Regions from separate parts of the Mus musculus genome. Here region 1 is linked to region 2. The links are chromatin contacts, called in public promoter capture Hi-C maps. All regions are on one chromosome and are shown on one strand. The core of a region is the stretch at or near the end of the contact, and the rest is flanking DNA. Distances in the headings are between cores, read along the strand shown. Region 1 holds the start of Gbp6 (guanylate binding protein 6). Region 2 has its middle 19 kb from the start of Mepe.

What was found. Promoter capture Hi-C pulls out the DNA fragments that hold promoters and counts their contacts.
Region 1: a contact with region 2 is called in a promoter capture Hi-C map of 3T3-L1-derived adipocytes, with 6 times the contacts expected there. The contact joins the promoter of Gbp6 here to the enhancer-like site in region 2. A contact is called at or near these places in 8 of 39 promoter capture datasets (the 3T3-L1 cell line, 3T3-L1-derived adipocytes, the C10 cell line and 4 more) and 2 of 9 other capture datasets (embryonic stem cells and liver).

What each region holds. Positions count from the first base shown.
Region 1 is chr5:105,292,124-105,296,301 of GRCm38.p6, forward strand. Gbp6 (guanylate binding protein 6) reads right to left here and starts at 1,576. Exons shown (of 11, transcript NM_194336.2): 1 at 1,503-1,576.
Region 2 is chr5:104,342,701-104,346,399 of GRCm38.p6, forward strand. No RefSeq gene overlaps it. Among named protein-coding and RNA genes, the nearest start is that of Mepe, 19 kb to the left of the region's middle. Within about 2 kb of position 2,326, at least 30 of the 459 cell types and tissues checked have an H3K27ac peak or open chromatin away from gene starts, as enhancers often do. A contact at or near this core is called in 3T3-L1-derived adipocytes, where this site is marked.

The DNA.
Region 1 (4,178 bases), core at 326-2,825, 950 kb after region 2:
CCAAATTGGGATGTACCAGAGTGAAAGGTGAAGTGTCTCTGTTCCCAGGACAGAATGGCAATCAGGTTTTATTAGGGAAACATGGATGCAAAATGAAGAAACTTTCCGTTACACTATTTCTGTTTTGCCATGCTGAGGGACATGGTGTAAGAGTCTAGAGTCACATGATCATGTGTGATTTGGCTTCTTAGAGCTTACTGAGGCTGAAGCTTGCTTTGGGTTAACATACATATTTATTTGAAATTGTTTACTTAGTTTTGCTGATGTTTACAGTTTAAGCATGAATGCTGTTATTTTTAAGAACTACTTGTTTTTGTTGCACAACAATTCTATAGACCCATTGTTTCTTATAACATGTCTTTGACAAATATTGAGGAAGTGCCAATCAAACCATACACACAAGGACAGCTACCACACAAAGCAAAAACAAATCCATGTAACCCAGAATTTAGACAACTCAGGTGTCTGTACTCTGTGGCTAAGAATACAGAATATTACCTCATGGGAAACAGTCCTCGCTTTTGAGAAAATCAATACTTATGTCTGATCTAACAGCTCTTCTTTGATTACAACACAAACAAAATAGCAAAGAAGGACTTGGATGGACCTTTGAGCTGTAGTGATCATGGCAGCTGTGTTCACAATACCCACATTGTGGAGACAGCCCAGACTCCCACCAACAGATCACCAACAGATGCATACATTAACACAGTCTGACAATGTGCACAATAGAATATTATTCAGCCAAAGAAGGGAATAAAATTAACTACTGTACACAACTTTGTAGACCTTAATAGACTTAGGCTAGACACAGACTCCTACAGGTCAGACAACACATAACCTGCCTCCCCTGCCCTGCCCTCAGTCCCAGATGAGCATGAGGACATTATGCCAAGGAAGGAGAATGTGCAGAATCTCCAGAAGTTAGATACAGGTGACGTCACTTAACTCCAGAAACCAGGCTCTCTGCAGCTTAGTTCCATGTATGAAATAAGACTAGCAGCCCAAACAAAATGCACATAGCACTACGTAATCTCTACATCTCACATACAACATAAACATCAATATAGAACTGGATTATCTTCTTACACTTAATTCAAAGTCAGTGAGGTAGGAACTAAGTTATTTCCAGATAGATGTTTGCCAAGCTCTTGTGCTGAGTTTTCCTCACACGGTTCCTCCACAGAGACTTTCCTCTGCCTACAGTTGCCTGTGAACCAGGGCAGGAGCTGTTGTGGTCCCAGCTGAGGCAGGACCAGGGCTCTTCCCATAGTTTGTCTAACAGAGCAGGGCAGCCAGCAGTGTCAGGCTGCCACTTTGTATCTGTCCTTTATCAGAGGAAAGAAACTGACCTCCTAGACCTAAAGCCAGCCACAGCCCCCTGCAGACCAGAGAGCTCATAATCTGCCTCCCTTCCCCCTCCCTCAGTTGCCCCTTTGACTTGGAAATCAAGCTGAGGTCCAGACTAAGTTGCTCCTTAAAGAAAGGAAAAGTAAATATACCTGGTCCCACAGCACAGGTCCAAGTGCAGTTCTCAGCTGCTGCTGCCTCCTCAGGCTCCCTTCTGCTCTCCTCCCTCCTGCTCTCTTTGCTCCTCTTTTATGTAAGCTGACCACACACACACACACAGAGAGAGAGAGAGAGAGAGAGAGAGAGAGAGAGAGAGAGAGAGAGAGAGAGAAGGAGTTAAAAGAAATCACATGCTGCAGCAGAAACAAAACTGAAAGTAAAATAAAATAGGCCATGTTAACTTGGCCAAGACTGGAAAGGGAGGTCAGAGGTTCCTGTCTATCCCGAAAAGCCAGTGTGATACTCTGTTGCAGCCAAGGGACAGCAGGCCTCCACTGTGGAATCTGTTTACCTTCTCTTTCCTTGGAACCCATTTCCAGTTTCCTCCAGCCTTCTTGGCACAGATAAAGCACAGTAAAACCCAGGCAGCCATCAGTGGAAATTACAAAATCCGGGAGTATTGCAAGTGTGCTTCTCTCAGGGGAAATTCCCAGTGCTTTCTGATCAAACATGTTTAATGTTTTAAACATGTGTTTTCTAAAGCAGGAACCATCCCTGTTGCCATTTCTTCTGGGCTGCCCCACAATTACCTGGCAACAGCCAGGTGGGCATGACTCACTATAAAAGGGGCTGCTTGTACCCTCACATACCCCCCTCTCTTGCTCAATTGTCCTCTCTTCCTTTTTTACCCTCTTTCTTCTCTGTCCCTCCTCCTCCTTCCTCCCCTCTCTATCCCTCTTTCTTTGTCTCTACTAACCCCTCAACTCCCCTCTCCATGTCTTAAATAAACTGTATTCTATACTATACAATTGTGTGGCTGGTACCTCAGGAAGAAGGTAATGCTTCAACACTGGCCCTCAGAGGTACCCCTTTTCACCTCAACATACCAGGTATGACGTTTGTATATTCTTGGACCAGAGGGTGGCACCATTTGGAGATGTGGCCTTGTTGGAATAGGTGTGACCTGGTTGGAATAGGTGTGTCACTGTGGTTGTGGGCTTAAGATCCTCACTCTAGTTGCCTGGAAGTCAGTCTTCCACTAGCAGCCTTTGGATGAAGACATAGAACTCTCATCTCTGCCTGTGCCACGCCTGCCTGGATGCTGCCATGCTCCCACCTTGATGATAATGGACTGAACCTCTGAACCTGTAACCCAGCCCCAATTAAATGTTGTTTTTTTATAAGACTTGCCTTGGTCATGGTGTCTGTTCACAGCAGTAAAACCCTAACTAAGACACCAGACAGCCACCAAACATATACCTGACTTCTTTTTCTTTTCATAAAACACAACAGTCAATTTTAAAACCTGATTTTAAAAGAAGCAATTAAAGAATAGTAAGTAGGAGTTGTGTTCAATATAGAAGCTAAGAAAACTTCAGAGATGGAAGCTGAAAAATGAAAGCTTTAATTTCTGAGCCCTTAGGGAGGCAGACTGGGGTCTGAACTTTGTCCCTGATGGGAGATTGAACACCATTTGTAAAGGATGAAACACAAAGCAGGGGGGAGCTGTAGAGTGATCCATTGTGATTTCACAGGAAGGATTAAACAAGGGAGTACCCCTTAGAGGCGGTGTTGGCATCAGGACATCCCAAACCTGTGACATCACATAGGCGACAGCATGACCTGCTACCTTCTGACTGGTTGCCAAGACAACAGGCACCATATTCCCAACATCCACTTGACTCACCTGTGTTACATCATTTTCCATATAAATGAGGAGAACGCCCCTTCCTCACTCTCTCTCACCCTTCTCTTTCTGCCACTACCTTGTCTCTCCCTTACAATAAAACCTCTTCCACATGGAACTGCCTTGGCCTAGTGTGCTGTAGAGACTAGACCCGGCATTCTAACTCATCAGACTGGGCCATATCCAGGCACCTAGCTTCAAGGTCCTTAATTTATTCTCCTAGACATTAGGTGCAGAGCTCAGAGTGATGAAGGGACAAAGGAGCAGGTCAGTGGCATGGAGATAAACTCTTACCTTGTTTCAACTTCAGTGAACTCTGGCTATTCATCTGATGTGTCAGCACGGCCACCCATCTGCAGGCCCAGGTAGAACGCTCACAGAGTCCACACCAGGACTGGGAAGAAGTTCATGTCAGCAGGTTCTTGAATTCCAAGAAGGCCAGAGGAGTCCCTGGTCTGGAGCAAAGCAGGGATGTGTCCAACTTCTGTCAGTTGAGTGGCACTGCTGAGACAGGATTGCAAGGAACAGCAGGAGGGAGGCTGCCTCTATTATATTGAAAGAGAGAGAGAGACGCTGTGTGTGTGTGTATTTGTGTGTGCACGTGTGTGTGTGCTCAAGCACAGGCGTGCCAATGTACATATTTGCTGAGGTTTTGAAACAGTGCCTCTCACAGAATCAGGACCTCTCTGCTTTGCCATACTAGCTGATTGCTGAGCCTCAGGGCCTTGCTGTCTCTGACCCCACCCCAGCCTTGGGATTACAGGCACACACTGCCATACCCAGCTTTTCACTGCAGATCCAAATTAACATCCCCATGCTTGCATAACAGACCCTTCACGGAATAAGGCATCTCCTTAGGCCCTTAATTTGAATTTTTATGAATCCACAAGGTGTCATAGACACACAAGCTGCTTGCTCTCCTTAGTGTGGTGCCATCCTGGACCACAAAACGACACGTAGTAGGTGTACAGTCTCCTGGCCA
Region 2 (3,699 bases), core at 1,076-3,575:
CTCTTGGCATCCTCTAATCTTACTTTATCTCAGAAAATGTTTTATACTAATGGCTTTGTCCAGCAATGGGTTGAGATGTAAGTATCATAAGCCAAGCTATTACTCAGTGATTCACACGCATCCTGATTGATGCTGTTTTCAGCCTACAGCCTGAGGCTCACCATGCCCCATGGACCATCTGTTGCAGAAATCTACCCCCAAGACGGTCCTTGCCTCTTACTCAGACCCCTCCAGGTAAATCCCCTGAAGCTCTCAGGTTCAAAACAAAACAAAACAAAACAACCCCAAGCCTTCCGTGCTCCCACAATAAGCTTCTGATTCCTTGGTCATGCTAGGGATCTATAATTAGGGTCGGTGTCCAGGCGATGGCAGTGTGCAGCTGCCCCGAGAACAGTTCCAAAGAGCTCTAAAGCTGACAGCCAGGGATTGATCAGGAGGTGGCAAACACTCACTTCTCAACAAGTGTTTTGAAATACACTGAGAGTTTTATTCTCATTTTCAATTAAATCTGGAAATTATCTCACTATAGAAAATTCGTTTTTAAAACTTTAAGCACATGCATCCCCAGATACTGGTTCTCCCTCCCTCGGTTGTTCCTTGGTTGCTGTAACTCTTCATCTAAGGGTTGGGTCGTGTGATGTCCCCCTTCCATGTCGGCATGTCCGCTGGTGCTGCCGTTGTTCATGGTTTGTTTAGGCTGCCATACTGTTGCAGTTTCCTGGCCGTAGCTTTCCAATCAGGTGCAGATGTCACAGTCCCACGACGGAATTCCTGGTCTTCTTCCACCGTGTTCTCTGGGCATTGGGTGTAGGGTTGTGTTGTAGATGTGCGGGCTGGGGCTGGGCACTCCACAGTCTGTCAGCTGTTCTCTGTGCTTGGACTCTGGACCTCTGTAGTGGTCTCTGTCTGGTGCTAAAAAGAAGTTCTTTGATGAGGGTGAGAGCTTACACTTACCTGTGGGCATTGAGGTAAGTATAGGGGGGGGGTCACTTTTAGGTTCTAAAAAGTAGTCAGAAATATAATTATATTATATATGTGATATATAATATCTATCTATATAGAGAGGGAGGGAGAGAGAGAGGGAGAAGGAGAGAGAGAGAGGTCATGAATTTGAGGGGGCACAGAGAAGAGGCGATGAGGAACAATATAAAATATAGCACACATGCATGAACTTTAAATAAATAAAATGGAAGCCGATGCCTCTCCTTATAATTTCCAAATTCCATTGTCTTTGAACTCCACGATCAGAAACAAGAGCTCTTGGGTTAGAATAACAAGCGCTGAAATTTCATCCAGTTTTCCTCTGTGTGCCTTTCCTTAGGAAACCCCACACTTCTGTTTCCTTATATAAATGATGGAATTTATTTTAATTGAAAATATCTCTTCTTTCTTACTCATATCTGGATCTTATTAAAACCCCACCAGCCATGCTCAGTTTGGGGATGCTGGCTGCCTCTACCACACCCCATCCCCACACCTATCACCACCACACCCTATCACCATGGTTCCTTCCTCCTTACAGTTCAGTCCTTAGAGATACGTAGGCTCTTTAAAGGAACCTGAGAGTCATCTGGTCCTAAGCACTTTTTTTCTATCCCCAATTGCTCCTAATTCTTCTATTTTCATACTTATTCTTTTAAAATATTTATTTAATTATTTATATATAATACATTACATATTATACTATACAAATTATTTATTTATGCACACACACACACACACACACATATATATATGTGTGTGTGTGTGTGTGTGTGTGTGTATACAAAGTGTACCCTAGTGTATATAGTGTACCACCTGTGTGCAGAAGCCGTGGATGTTAGAAGAGAGCACCAGGTCCCTTGAAACTAGAGTTATAGGTGATTGTGAGCCACTTTGTGCATTCTGGGTCCTCAGGAACTGCAGCCAGTGCTCTTAGAGGCTGAGCCATCTCTCCAGCCCACATGCGTATTTCTACAGAGATGTCTGGACGTGTGGCTCTGTGCAAGTGTGTCACTGCGCATGTGTGGCACTGCGTGGAGTGACTCATTATCTTTCCATGTGTGTCATCAGTTTTCTTTCCTTCTCCTCATTCACTTAAACAAGTTTCTGTCACTTCTCATGTGACCTTCAAATACACTTGTCATCTCCAGGTGTACAAGCGCAGTGATCTAAATATTTGGCCGCACACGGTGTGACGGTTACTTCCTTTATTTTGGCCACTCATATTAATAATCCTGAATTGCATTAAGCTTTTTTAAATGTATTTTTATTTAAGTTATGTGTCTATGGGGAGAAGGTCTCTGTAAGTAGGAGTGCATTTGCCTGTTGTGTCCAAAAGAGGGTGCTGTAAGCCACCCACGTGGGTCCTGGGAACCAAACTCAGGACCCCTGCAGTAGAATTCTTGCTCTGAGCCACTGCAGCCCCTGATTTCTTGACAGCTACAAGTCTATGTTTTGATGCCTGTGCCAAGGCCTTAAATTCAGTTTGAACTAATACCAGCTTCTCTTAATTCTACTTAATTTCTAATTTTAAAATGACCAATCTCTTTCAAAAGAGAAAATTAAGGCAAACCCAACCTTGCTAATCTTAGCTGGTTTTATTTGCAGCTTTGGGATCAGGCCGTGGCAACTCAGAAATGGTTTGAAAGGCCCCACACACAACATGTGCTGGTTGGCTTTATAAGTGAAAAGGAAGTGACCTGCAGGAAGTAGAGATGATGTTAATTTAGCCCAGCTGCGGTGACCAGCTGTGTTTAACCTGGCATGAACGGCTGTCTGGCTCTCCTTTGAGTTCAGCAGCTATGACTGTATTGCTGCAAGAGTTGGCTGCAGTCTGTTAGGATAGCAAGTTAGGTTATGGTTCCCTCTGTGCAGAGAAACCATTACGCCAAACATGAAGTAAGGACAGAGAAAGTTTGAAGCCACGTCTAGCATGATATAACGTTTCTTCACATTTGCTTGCTCTTCACATTTACTGGCTCTATCCTGAGGTCATGGGATATCACACACTCTCGGAAGCAAAAGAAAATGGTTGGATTTGCTACTGCTGTTTCATCCCAGTGGTTTTGAGCTCTAATTTTGTGATCCTATATATTAACTATCATTCCTACCTATCAATATGCAGTTGTTTCTCTACTGTTTATCTCAGTTGTTTGTAAAAATCTTTAACATATAGGGACCAAATGGGGCAGTGCCATATAGCACATTGATGTTGGCTTACCTGTTGGCTGAAGCTAATCCATCCATCAGTATCTTTTGAGTGCAGCTAACTATAAGTAGGTCTCTGTTATTGTTTTGAGAGAGAGAGTAGGTCTACAATCTGAACTCACAACACTGCCTAAGTCTGTATCACCAGTCCTATAACCAAATAATAAAATCAGACTATCTCCAAAATAATATTAACATGTGATTACTTGAGACTTAAGGACCTATAGACTACCTTTACTTGTGGGAAAGAAGGGGTCCTATTCCATTAACTTCTTAGGAATTGTGACTAAAATACCTAGACATATTTCAAACAAACAAAAAACCCAACACCATGAAAGTAAATGGAATTATTGTCCAGAAGCTTAAGGTCCAAAGAGTGACAGGTGGTAGATATCCGAGTTTTCTTCTTTCCCTTATGTATCCCACATTTGAAGCTATGTCATTGGCTAATGTGTTAGAAAGTACAGACAAAAATAAAACTGAAAAGCCAGCAAATTTCTTACACCCATC